3 separate regions of the Mus musculus genome follow, and all the other regions are linked to region 2. Evidence: chromatin contacts called from public HiChIP or PLAC-seq data. All regions are on one chromosome and are shown on one strand. Each heading gives the region's core, a stretch centred on a gene start, on an enhancer-like site or on the middle of the called end of the contact. The rest is flanking DNA. Distances are from core to core; before and after follow the strand shown. Region 1 holds the start of Fgl1 (fibrinogen-like protein 1). Region 2 holds the start of Zfp42 (zinc finger protein 42). Region 3 holds the start of Pcm1 (pericentriolar material 1).

The links. HiChIP or PLAC-seq counts read pairs in DNA pulled down with a chosen protein or histone mark.
Region 1: a contact with region 2 is called in an H3K27ac HiChIP or PLAC-seq map of embryonic stem cells, with 5 times the contacts expected there. The contact joins the promoter of Fgl1 here to the promoter of Zfp42 in region 2. A contact is called at or near these places in 2 of 115 datasets of contacts at active chromatin or transcription factors (embryonic stem cells and stem cell-derived neural progenitor cells).
Region 3: a contact with region 2 is called in an H3K4me3 HiChIP or PLAC-seq map of stem cell-derived neural progenitor cells, with 5 times the contacts expected there. The contact joins the promoter of Pcm1 here to the promoter of Zfp42 in region 2. A contact is called at or near these places in 1 of 39 promoter capture datasets (stem cell-derived epiblast-like cells), 1 of 484 Hi-C or Micro-C datasets (embryonic stem cells) and 3 of 115 datasets of contacts at active chromatin or transcription factors (embryonic stem cells and stem cell-derived neural progenitor cells).

Annotation. Positions count from the first base shown.
Region 1 is chr8:41,213,609-41,217,285 of GRCm38.p6, reverse strand. Fgl1 (fibrinogen-like protein 1) reads left to right here and starts at 2,130. Exons shown (of 8, transcript NM_145594.2): 1 at 2,130-2,200.
Region 2 is chr8:43,305,030-43,308,867 of GRCm38.p6, reverse strand. Zfp42 (zinc finger protein 42) reads left to right here and starts at 1,859. Exons shown (of 4, transcript NM_009556.3): 1 at 1,859-2,027.
Region 3 is chr8:41,237,536-41,241,343 of GRCm38.p6, reverse strand. It overlaps Pcm1 (pericentriolar material 1), which reads right to left and starts at 1,585. Exons shown (of 38, transcript NM_023662.3): 1 at 1,381-1,585.

The DNA.
Region 1 (3,677 bases), core at 881-3,380, 2.1 Mb after region 2:
TATTGGCTGGCCCAACTTGTGACTAATGCCACAGTAGAGAGCCCACCTCTTATCTTTATGACCGTTCCTCTATACTATTCTGCACCCCCACCCCAAAATCAAATCCCTACAAATGGCATTTTGGGGCATGCCTCCACAGCACATCGACCAAACATTTTGTTCTTACTGTCTTGTTAGCTTTTCCTGAGTTTCTTTTAGGACAGTGCTTTTGAACCAAGTCTTTGACAGCATAACCTAGTTTTCATTGTGAGGATCACAAATTCAGAGCCAGATTGCCTTTGAGTTCTGGCTCCATCTCTTGCTAGCTGTGTGACCTTGGGCAAGTTGCTTAAACTTCTGTGCCCATTTCCCCACTGAAAAGGAGACAGCTGATAGCTGAGTAGGGTGTTGGGGGCTGAGTCAATGCAGCTCTAACAGCTTTGGCAGCGGGTGTATAGCCCATGGGTAAAGCAGATTCTCATTATGTGCTACACCATAGGTTTAAAACTCAGCATCACCGAAAGGCAAAGGAAACCCTGTTCTTACTATTTGGCTTGTAGAACTTGTAGCGAATGCGGCAGTTCTTGTTGTTAGTTACTATTGTGTCCTCTGCAGACGCCTGTGACAGTAGAGCTTGTCAATTTTTTTTTTTTTTTGAGTGTGGAGAAAGCAATAAAGATACAAGAAAGATACATTCAAAATACTAACCTCACCACAGTGGTCATTGTCACATTAGCTTTAAAATTCCACGCTTTCCTTTTAATATCAGCGGTTTGAATTCTCTACTATTTCAAATGCCATAACTTCATCCCTCCTGTGTGTGTAGATCACTTCAGCCTAAATGTCATTGCCTTATTATTGTTAATTTTTTAAGCCATTGGGACTAACTTTTCTATAAGAACTTCCAAATTTTCTAAGTCAATCGTCAGAAAGTGTTTAATGGGAAGGTCAAATACAGGCAAAGCTCTCTGCTCAGTGACTCACCTAGGACAGAAGGGAAACACTCTACTTTTTACCGGAATCTGAGTTAAGAAATAGGGGCAACAGAACAGATGGCAAACAACTGCTTGCGTTACATCAAAATCGACGAGAAGCGATCACCTGGTTTCCAGTCTGAGATGGTTACACAAGATTAGTGGAACTGAAAAAGTTACCTTTTACACAATAAAAGCGGCTCCAGAGGCTTTAAAAGCAAAAAGAACAGCTAGTAAGAGCATGGCTAATGCTTACAGGAAGGGGCACAATCTTACATATCAGAGAACGCTGTTACTAATGGACAGTCCCAGATTCATGCACACATGTGCTGCCCTGATGGGAATTTAGGGTGGTATCAAAAAAAAAAAAAAAAAAGGTGAAGTTGGGAAGACGACATGGGGAAACTTGGAGGAGAATGGGATGTGGATATGGTCATATTTCATGTTTTCATATCTGAAGTTCTCAAGAATAAAGAAAAATCATAATAAAAAAGGATCAAGTAAACTGATGGGTCCATTGCGTCCGTTATAAGCTTGTGGTGGTGGTGTTTTCATACCTAAGAAAAACGCAGCCTCTGTCCCTGTCTTAGTTGAAATGATACTTTAGTTTCCTCCTTTGCAGCTGGCAGTTTCTTAACTTTACTATCTATCTGTAAGGCAAAGTTTCAGATGGCTTTGACTTTTAGGATGAAGTATAAAATTCTCTGGATGAACACAACTATAAAAGGCTGACATAAAGATATGTAATCCAATAAAATGTCCTGCACGGAGGAGAAATTGAGAATATAAGAGTATTGGGGCCAGTGGTGGTGGCACACCCCTTTAATCCCAGCACTTGGGAGGCAGAGGCAGGCAGATTTCTGAGTTCGAGGCCAGCCTGGACTACAAAGTGAGTTCCAGGACAGCCAGGGCTACACAGAGAAACCCTGTCTCAAAAAACAAAACAAAACAAAACAAAACAAGACAAAAAAAAAAAGTATTGGAGCTTGCCCTCCAGTTGTTTTTTTTTGTTTTTGGTTTTTTGGTTTTTTTTGGTTTTTTTTGTTTGTTTGTTTTTTGTTTTTTATTCCTTCCAGTAAAACTGATTTCCTCATGTTGTTTCTGGATTAGAGCCAGAGTCAACTTTGCCTGCCTCTAATCAAATAATGGGGAAAACCGTTTGTAATTCTGACTTCAGTTAGAAGTTCCTGGGAGGCTCTGTGTGGATGGACTGAGCCTAGCTAAGTCCTGATTCATTTTGACTTGAGGTAAGTTATTATCTGTACTGCTGACTGGACTGTAATAATGGTGACTCTTTCATGACAGCGAATGGCAGACACCAGGACTCAGAAAGTAGCCTTTGGCTTTCGAAAGAGATTGAGATGACTGACAATAAAGCAGAGTTGCTTGCAACTTGGAGGAGAGATTTAGAATTTAATTAGTTTCTAGTCTCCTTGTATTTCAAATGAGTTAGATGGGGATTCACAGTAGAACTTTCCATTTCAGCCTACAGAATTAAAAACAGAGTAGGGTAAGACTGGCCAAGGTGAAATATGGCAAGACATATCTCAGGGTTGTTTGCAGGGAAATAGACATAGAGGCTAGATACCTGCCCAGCTCTAGTGCTTTTAAGACTTATTATAAATGTAAAATATATTTAAAATATAAATAATTATGAATATATATTATCTGGGAACTGAATGAATGATCAAAGGCAGGGTAGAAATCCCTGATGGAGATTATAAAATCAATACAACATTCTCCGATTGGACACAGCTGCACTGACAATCTAGTCTTCATTATTCATGTTAGTAAACCATCCTTATTTGGTACATCTAGTTTATATAACATCATCCTGATCCTTATCATTCACTATGCCTAGTTGTATTTCTTTTATAGTATTTTTGCTTTAGGTATTTTGAATTAGAAATCATTATATTTTCAAATTATTATAAAGGTATGCATTGAAATTACCTTCAAATATCTGCTCTCAGACAGGCTTTCTTATTTGATATAAATCATTTTAAGAAGGTGGGGGTGCAGTTCAGTGGTAGAATGTGACTCTCGTGGGTAGGACTCTTGTCAGTGTACTACTAGGTTTTCATTATCCATTCATCATAGTTGGATATTGGGGCCACTTCCATTTCCTGGCTACCATGAATAGAACAGCAATGACCGTGGTGTACTCATACCGTAACAGCAAACTATAGTCTTTGGGGTATCTGATCCAGAGTGATTCAGCTGGATCTCATGGTAGATCTACTTCTAGCTCTTTGAGGAACCTTTACATAGTGGCTGGACCAGTTATACTCCTACCTGTAACCATACTTTTTGGCTACTTTATTAGGTTCTTTTACCTACCACTCTTCTCTACCCCAACCCCTTCCAACCGCCCAATCCCGGGTAGGCAAAAAAGAAGGCTAGAGGGGAAAGGAGAACAGGTCTCTTTAGACTACTTCCTGATGAGTAGTGGCATCAAGTTCCTTGGAGGAAAACCAATCTTCCATCATCAGGATATCTACAACTAGAAACAGGCAGTCATCCAGCCAACAAGAAAGACGGGCAAACAGCAGCAGCAGAGACCAGTAGCTGCCGCAGCCTCTTGGAGCTAGGGCATTTTTCTAGCCTCGCAAGAGTTCCTGGAATTCCAAACATAAAATATCTTCAGCTGGCAGTATCACACCCATGCCAGACCACAAGACGAATCATAGTTAGCTGCTGTGGACAATCTGAAGCATCCCATAC
Region 2 (3,838 bases), core at 610-3,109:
TAATTCTCTATGCTTTGTCTCAACTCAAAAATCTCCCTACAGTCTCAGCCCACCCAAATGCTGGGTTTGCAAGCAAGAGACATGAAAAAATTCTCATTTTAATGCACTTGAAATGACAGCCCGCTTCTCTTTTGTGGATGAATTGCTTCCCCAACTTATTTTGGAGAAACAAAATTTCCCTATGTCCCTATGGAAGCAAAGTTCCTATGTCCACAGATGAGTTTGTTCGTTTAGTGTTCCTTTGGAGTGTGGGGAGGGACTTGGAAAGGAAAGCAAAATTGCAATGGGACAAAAATTAATAACAACAATGGACGTGTGAGGTGGAACAAGGACTCGAATGCTGGACAGGATAGTCCTCAGATAGTCTGAGAGTCCTTGCCACAGCCTCACCCTGATAGGAATGAGACCTACCAAAGGAGGAGTTACACTTTAATCCAGTTTGTCCAGTGTTTTACAGCCCAGGCTAAGGCTCTGATAACAAAAGGGTGTGGCTCAGATTCTGAGTACCTAATGCAAAAGAAAGGCCTTCTGCTTTCTCCTTGAAACCTAAGCATAACCTAAAAGGGAGGAAACTGAAACAGGGCCTCACTTTGTAACCAGGGGGGTTCTCTCTCTCTCTCTCCTCTCTCTCTCTCTCTCTCTCTCTCTCTCTCTCTCTCTCTCTCTCTCTCTCTCTCTCTCTCTGTCATACACACACACACACACACACACACACACACACACACACACACTCACATCCACACACACTCACATGCAAAGGCAGTCAGAGAACTTGTTGAGAATTTGCCAATGTGTTTTGTTTGTTTTTTGTTTTTTGTTTTTTGTTTTGTTTTGTTTTGTTTTGTTTTCAAGACAGGTTTCTCTGTTTAGCCCTGGCTGTTCTGGAACTCACTTTGTAGATCAGGCTGGCCTCGAACTCAGAAATCCGCCTGCCTCTGCCTCCCGAGTGGACCACGCCGGCTGCCAATGCATTTTTTAAAACGCCTAAATGAAGTGTTCTGGAAACCTGGAGTAAAGCAGTTCCTTGTTCTGTCTTCAGCCACAAACTCACTTCCGGGGATGACAGGAGGTTTATCCTACTTCCATTCAGAGGAATGAGAGACACTTCATAAATAGTCAAAATTTCATCAGTCAAAAATTTTTTTCGATCTCACAACTGAATTTTATTCAAAAGAAGAAAAAAAAAACCTAGAATAAATGACCGATTCCTCCCTGATAAGTAAATTACAGAAAAGCTCAGGTTAAATGTAAGAGGATCTTAAATATTGATTTGGTTTTTGTCTTAATGGTGCCCGGCGTATTTATACGAACCATTAAATTTCACTAGACCGTTTGTAGTCAGTGGTGAACGCTGCATGACCCACGCTCTCAAAGTGAGTTGTGTTGCTTTGCGGGAATCCAGCAGTCACATTAATGCTGGAAAAAGTTCAGGCAACTAGTGTACTTTGTAGCGGGGTCCGGGAGAGGCTGGGGTCTAGAGTGGCGATGGGACGAAAGTGTAAAGAAAGTTTTCGGTGTGTGTGTGTGTGTGTGTGTGTGTGTGTGTGTGTGTGTGTAGGTAGGTAGGTAGAAACTGCATCCTCTGCTTGTGTAAATTCGGTTACAAGTCTGTAACAGAGGTACTGAGATGTGACTGAGTCTCAAGGCCAGGCGATCGGGATTCTGAAGAGGCATTTGCATAACTGAGCAAGAGTCTTTGCCCCACCCTTCCACGCCGACCCAAGACAAGGGGACAGCTCTGGGTGGGTCACCTGAAGGGCCAGGGGCCCGCCCACATCCCCGCCCACACCCACCTTGAGCGCTTCTCATTGGGCATTCCAGCCTACCCAGCTCGGAGTTAGTTACTCCGTAAGTGTGGCCGGAACAGAGTTCGTCCATCTAAAAAGGGAGGGGTCCAAGGAGCTGAACTCCTAGCCGCCTAGATTTCCACTGTGGCTCTGGGTACGAGTGGCAGTTTCTTCTTGGGATTTCAGAAAGGAAACCAAGGAGGAAATAGGTAGAGCGCATCGCATCGCTGTGGGCATTAGGTAAGTCCTGTTTCATGAAATGGCTGGGATTTGTCTTTTTTCTCGTTATGAGGAAAGGGAGGAGGGAAGGGTTTGAAAACCAGCAATTTAGAGTTTTGACTCTTCCAAATTGGTGAAGATCTTGGCAAATAAATGCTGGCTTTCAGACTGCATCGATCACCAGCTACCTTGGTCCATTGGCCATCACGTTTTCAAACATATTAAGGAGCACAGTAGATGCACATTGAGGAAAGTGGGAATTCAGGTTGGAATCTCCTTGAAATTCTGTTTCAAATTTTGTTCCAAGTGTTCGTGTGCTTTTATCTTATCTCAATTCCCTAGATCTATTTTATATGAAAATGTTTAAATTAGCGAGGTAACAGGGCACCTACCTTTTCTCTCCACTTACCTCTATAAAATTCAATAGATTATTCTAGAAAAAGAAAATCGAAGAGCATTTTTTTGGCTTTGTTTTGTTTTTGTTTTTGTTTGTTTGTTTGTTTGTTTGTTTTTCGAGAAAGGGTATCTTTGTATACCCCTGGCTGTCCTGGAACTCACTCTGTAGACCAGGCTGGCTTTGAACTCAGAAATCCGCCTGCCTCTGCTTCCCAAGTGCTGGGATTAAAGGTGTGCGCCACCACCGCCCGGCTAGAACAGCTTTTTTTTAAATTACTGATTTTCTTTACTTAATTTTCCAGTTTCCTCACTCCATTTTCCAATCAAGCATCCAGCCGGAAAGAACTTCCTCTTGCTTCCTACAGTCTGCATTCCAACCTTCAGATTGCTTGGTTCTCAAATTGCCTGAGGAGTTCCCTGTTCACTGTTGTCCTTTAGTAGTAGATCCAGAATAGTGGTTTAACTTAACACCCTATAATGGTTTCCTTTGGTGTTGAACTGCAACGCAAATGGCTTTCCGTAGAATTCCCAGGCTCCTTTGCACTTGGACCCTGGCCGCCATACTACCGACCAACTTTTCTAAGAATTACGACTTAACACCGAGTGGTGGCGCCGGCGGCCTCACTTGGCCTGTAATCTCAGCACTCCGGGAGGCAGAGGCAGGAGGATCCCTTTGAGTTGGAGGACAGCCAAGTCCAGAAAGCAACTTCCAGGACGGCCAGGCTGCCTAGAGAAAGGATCCCTGTCTCGAAAAACCAAAGCGGGGAAAGATCGACTGCTTCTGTGGTGACTATGGCTTCCTCCTGTAGTAAATATGACGGCCTTCTGTAGTAACTTCGGCTTCTTTCCCTACTTAAAACTTTTATCCTAGGTTCCCTACAGCCATGATTCAGTTTCTTTTTTACAGTGTCTGCATACTGCTTGCTAAAGCCGGGGATTTGGGGGATCTAATCTCACCTCTCCGGGGACGGTATTTTTGGGGCGAGCACTTTTGTCTGCGGAGACAGGTCCTGGATGGTTCTTAGAGTGATGGTGTCCCTCTGTACGTCATCGCATACTCGGAAGTTTTTCGTGAGCCCTTTTCTCTGTCTGAAACCATTTTGTTAATTCACAGTTTACTAGCTATGTGCCCCACATGATAAAAGCTTGACTCTGTGTGTGATAACTGGGTTTTTTTTGGGTTTTTGGTTTTTTTCACTATTGAGTGAACAATTGTCATGTGATTGAAGTATTTCTATTCCTGTTTGAGAAATGAAACATTAGTTTTATCCCAAGCCATTAGATTTTATCTTTATCTGGGTTGACCAGTAAGCATTTTGGATTATTTTGACTAATTAGAAGTTATTGGCTGGGAGGTGGTGGCGCTCGCCAGCACTTGGGAGGCAGAGGCAGGCGGATTTCTGAGTTCCAGAGCAGCCTGGTCTACAGAGTGAGTT
Region 3 (3,808 bases), core at 336-2,835, 2.1 Mb after region 2:
AAACTCAATTTACATTAACAAAGACGTTTAGATACCCCAAGTCTCTAAGATCCTTCCAAACGCTTTGGGTGTTAACACTCACTTTGGAATATAATGAAAATAGCCCGCAGCTGCCATCTAAAGACCCTTGAAGAAAATGTACTCTCCTGATTAAGTCATTAAATCCCTGTTACTCAAACTATTCAAGAACTTGTTACTCTCTTATTTTTTAAAAAAGCTTTAGGCATGAGAATTCTTTTTTTTTTTTTAACTACATTTACCGAGGTGTACCTTCAAGTGCGAAATTCGGTATTAACGACGCCAGCCAGTGGCCCTGACCAGGAAGGTGATAGGGAAAAGGCAGAAGCAGGTGCACAAAAAGCTCTTGAACACCGGCTCTAGTAACCAGAGAACACCGAAGGCGGGGTCTGGAAAGCGGTTATGGGGCGGGGGTAGGAGGCGGTAGGGGCACCCAGAAAGCCCGCTTCTTCTAAGCGCCAAAGCACGATCTGTCACCCGTAGTTCCCACACCAATCCTAATACCGCCATGAAAGAAAGGGGAGGAAAAAAACGTTTTGTGTTTTGTTTTGGGTTTGGACCAGGCTAGCGCGAGAGGAAAAGTTGGTTCACGCAGACGCCCCCACAGGGGGGCCGAACACCTAATCCTTAACAGCAGTCTCTGCAAAGCAAGCCAGGCTGCCAGAATCCCACTGGACATCTCGCTTCCCTCCCACCCACCCATCCCCAGTCTCCCCCTCGCCCCCCCACCACCCATTCTAGATGTAAAGAAACTGGATCTTCCCGAAGGGGTGAAGAAGGGGCAGTGGGAGGAGCGCGGAGAAGGATTATTAAATTAACATTTTCTTAGCGAAAAGAACCTACTAGCAGGAGTCAGGAACGCCTCCAGGGGCCTTCCTGCTCCAAGAATAAAAGGGACCGCAGAAAACTCCCGGGCCACAGACTCTCTGCACCCAGGAGGATCCGGGCCGCCCGGGACCCCTCCCAGGATGGAATTCGGCGGGTGGGCTGGGAGGGATGGCGGTCCCCGGGGCCTCGGGCCGCCAAGGCCAGTTTCTTTCGGAACTCATCACCCCGAACTACAAGGCAACCTTCCCCTCCACCCTGGAGGGGGGTGAAATCTCCAGCACCGGGCGAGCGGTCCTCACATGGGACGCCCCAAGATCGTGGAGGCGCCAGCCAGCGTCGTCCCAGACGCTCGCCAGAGCTAGCGTGTCAGTCGGCGCCGAGAGGAGCCGATGACAGCCTGGGGGTGGGGAAGGATCGCGCAGCCATGGGACCTCAGAGTTAAAACGGGCAGGCGTGGCCCCAGGCCGCTTCCAGCGCCGCGCCCGCCTCGAACCACCCTGTGCTCCGGCCCGCGGTGGCCCAGGGCCGCGTTACCTGGAAACGAAGCCGCCCCTCCTGCCAAGGGCCGAGTGGCGGTCGGCCGCCCCTCCAGGAGCCGCCGCCGGCAGCGGTTCTTCCTCCAAGACCGCGGAAGGGAGGCCCACAAATCCCCCTCGACTGCCCAAAGCCCCAATGGCCGCCTTCTCTACATTAGCTAACTAGGCGCCAACCGCCGCAGCCACCGCCATCTTAGGACCTCATTGTGGTGGGAGAAGAGTGGGGGGCGGGGGAACTGCAGAGGGGGGGGGGGGCGCAACGCTCCGCGAGACGAGCGCGGTCTCCTCGGCAACGGCTGCGCGGGGGCGAGAACTCGCCGGGGCTGGAGCCGCAGTGCGAACTCCGGGCGTGCGGTGACCTGAGTCACGTGACGCTCGGGCCTTCCGTGGAGTCACGTACCGCCCCTCTAGTCAGGAAAAGATTTGTGCAGACGAACAACCTGGGAACTACACATCCCAGAATGCCCACTCAACTGGGTAGCCAAAAGAAACGGAACTACAAATCCCAGTGTGCTGTGCGCCTGCCAGATGGCTCCGCTGTGTTTTTTAAGGCTTGAGGCCTGTGGGGTTTATAAGTGCTTTAGCTCACTGCAAGTCTCCGGGCGCTTTCTAATTTTCTGTGGAGGCATGAGCTTCCAGATGGAGACCGGAAGACTGGGAACCCTTGTAGTGCATTCCTACCCACTTTCCTATCACGAAGGATACTGATGAGCCTTTACAATCTAACCCCTAATTTTAGCAAGGATATTAAATCAGTATGTCATGTGTGCTTAGTCGGTGGAAGAATCATAAATAAGATTGTCAGTGGTCATTGCCACTTGGAACGCTGTCCCGCTACTTTGTTGGTAGAAAGAAGTAGTTGTAAACAGAGTTTAATCTTGTGAAATTTTCGCTGAACGGATAGTCTTTGAAATCCTGTTTAATTTATATTCTTGCTAACGGCTGTGTTAAGGTTAATAAATGGATAAATAGTGTCATAAAAACAGCACAAAACAAAACTTTTTTTTTTTAAGTTGCAAGGCTTTCAATATGCCAGGCTCCGAAGTTAAGACTACCTGTCGATTTTAGTTGCATGCATACACATTCTGTTTTTAGACAGCTTCTAAATGTCTAAAATAGGATTTTTTTAAATGTAAAATAATGTAATTGAGAAAGAATAGGTTTCTGTTTTTCCACAATAAATTGCTCCACACAATTACCAACAAATTGTTTACAAAACAAAATACTACAACTCTCTCAGAGCACCACGGTTCCTATCAACTAAACTCTTCCTGCCCAGGGCAATTTACTACTGTGTCCATAGCCTTCTGTATTCGTTTTTATCCTGTTTCTGAGGCAACGTCTCTTGTATCTCAGGCTGGCCTCAAATCTCTGACTTCAGATCCTTCTGCTTGTGGAATGCTGAAGTGTAGCATTCCACCTCAATGTAGCTTGTATACATAAAAACATACGATACCTTAAGGAAATGAATCAGTACACTGCTGGAAATCAAACCCAGGGTTTCATGCATGCTAGGCAAACATTCTGTCAACTGAGCTACACACCCAGCCGGGTAGTGGATATTGAACCTAGGGCTTTTCGACATGACATGCTAGGCAAGTACTCTACTACTGACCTATAATCTTTAGGCCTCTATTTTTCATTTGGATCTGAGTCTCACTAAGTTGCCTACACAGATCTCTCTCTCTCTCTCTCTCTCTCCCTCTCTCTCTCTCTCTCTCTCTCGTGTGTGTGTGTGTGTGTGTGTGACTAAGTTGCTTACACAGAACTCTCTGTGTCTCTCTGTCTGTGTGTGTGTGTGTGTGTGTGTGTGTGTGTGTGTGTGTGTGTCTCTGTGTGTGTGTGTGTGTGTGTGTGTGTTTTAAGAGGATATGATTCTCTTTCATTTTGGGAGAAGTGCAGGGTGAATCTTGGAGAACCTATGAAAAAGAGTTGAGGTATGTGAATATGATCAAAATACGTGACATGAAAATTGCAAAGAATAAAAATACTGCATATTTTTAAATAACTTTCCTCAAGCATCACTGGTCTTTTAGGGAAATATGGGGAGTGGGGGAAGCCTGAGATGCTGTAAAATTATCCTGACTTCCAAAAATGTAGCTTGTATATATAAAGACATACAATACCTTAGGAAATGAATCAGTTTGGTATTAATAATACCTGATTATGACAAAATAAATGATATGGGCAGAAAGCACTTTAGTAGTTGGGACAGGGGGAGTAGGGCTATATTATCTCAAAAATAATAGTAGCTCTAGGACTTCTATGGAAGATGAAATATGGTACAGCCATCTGTAAAAATGTGGGAAACAAAGAGGTTGGGTATTAAAATACATATGGGAACTGATTTTCAATATTTGGCATTTAGGAGACATATTGAACATATTTGTTGAAATACTCAGGAGTATGAATGGCAGGCTGATTGG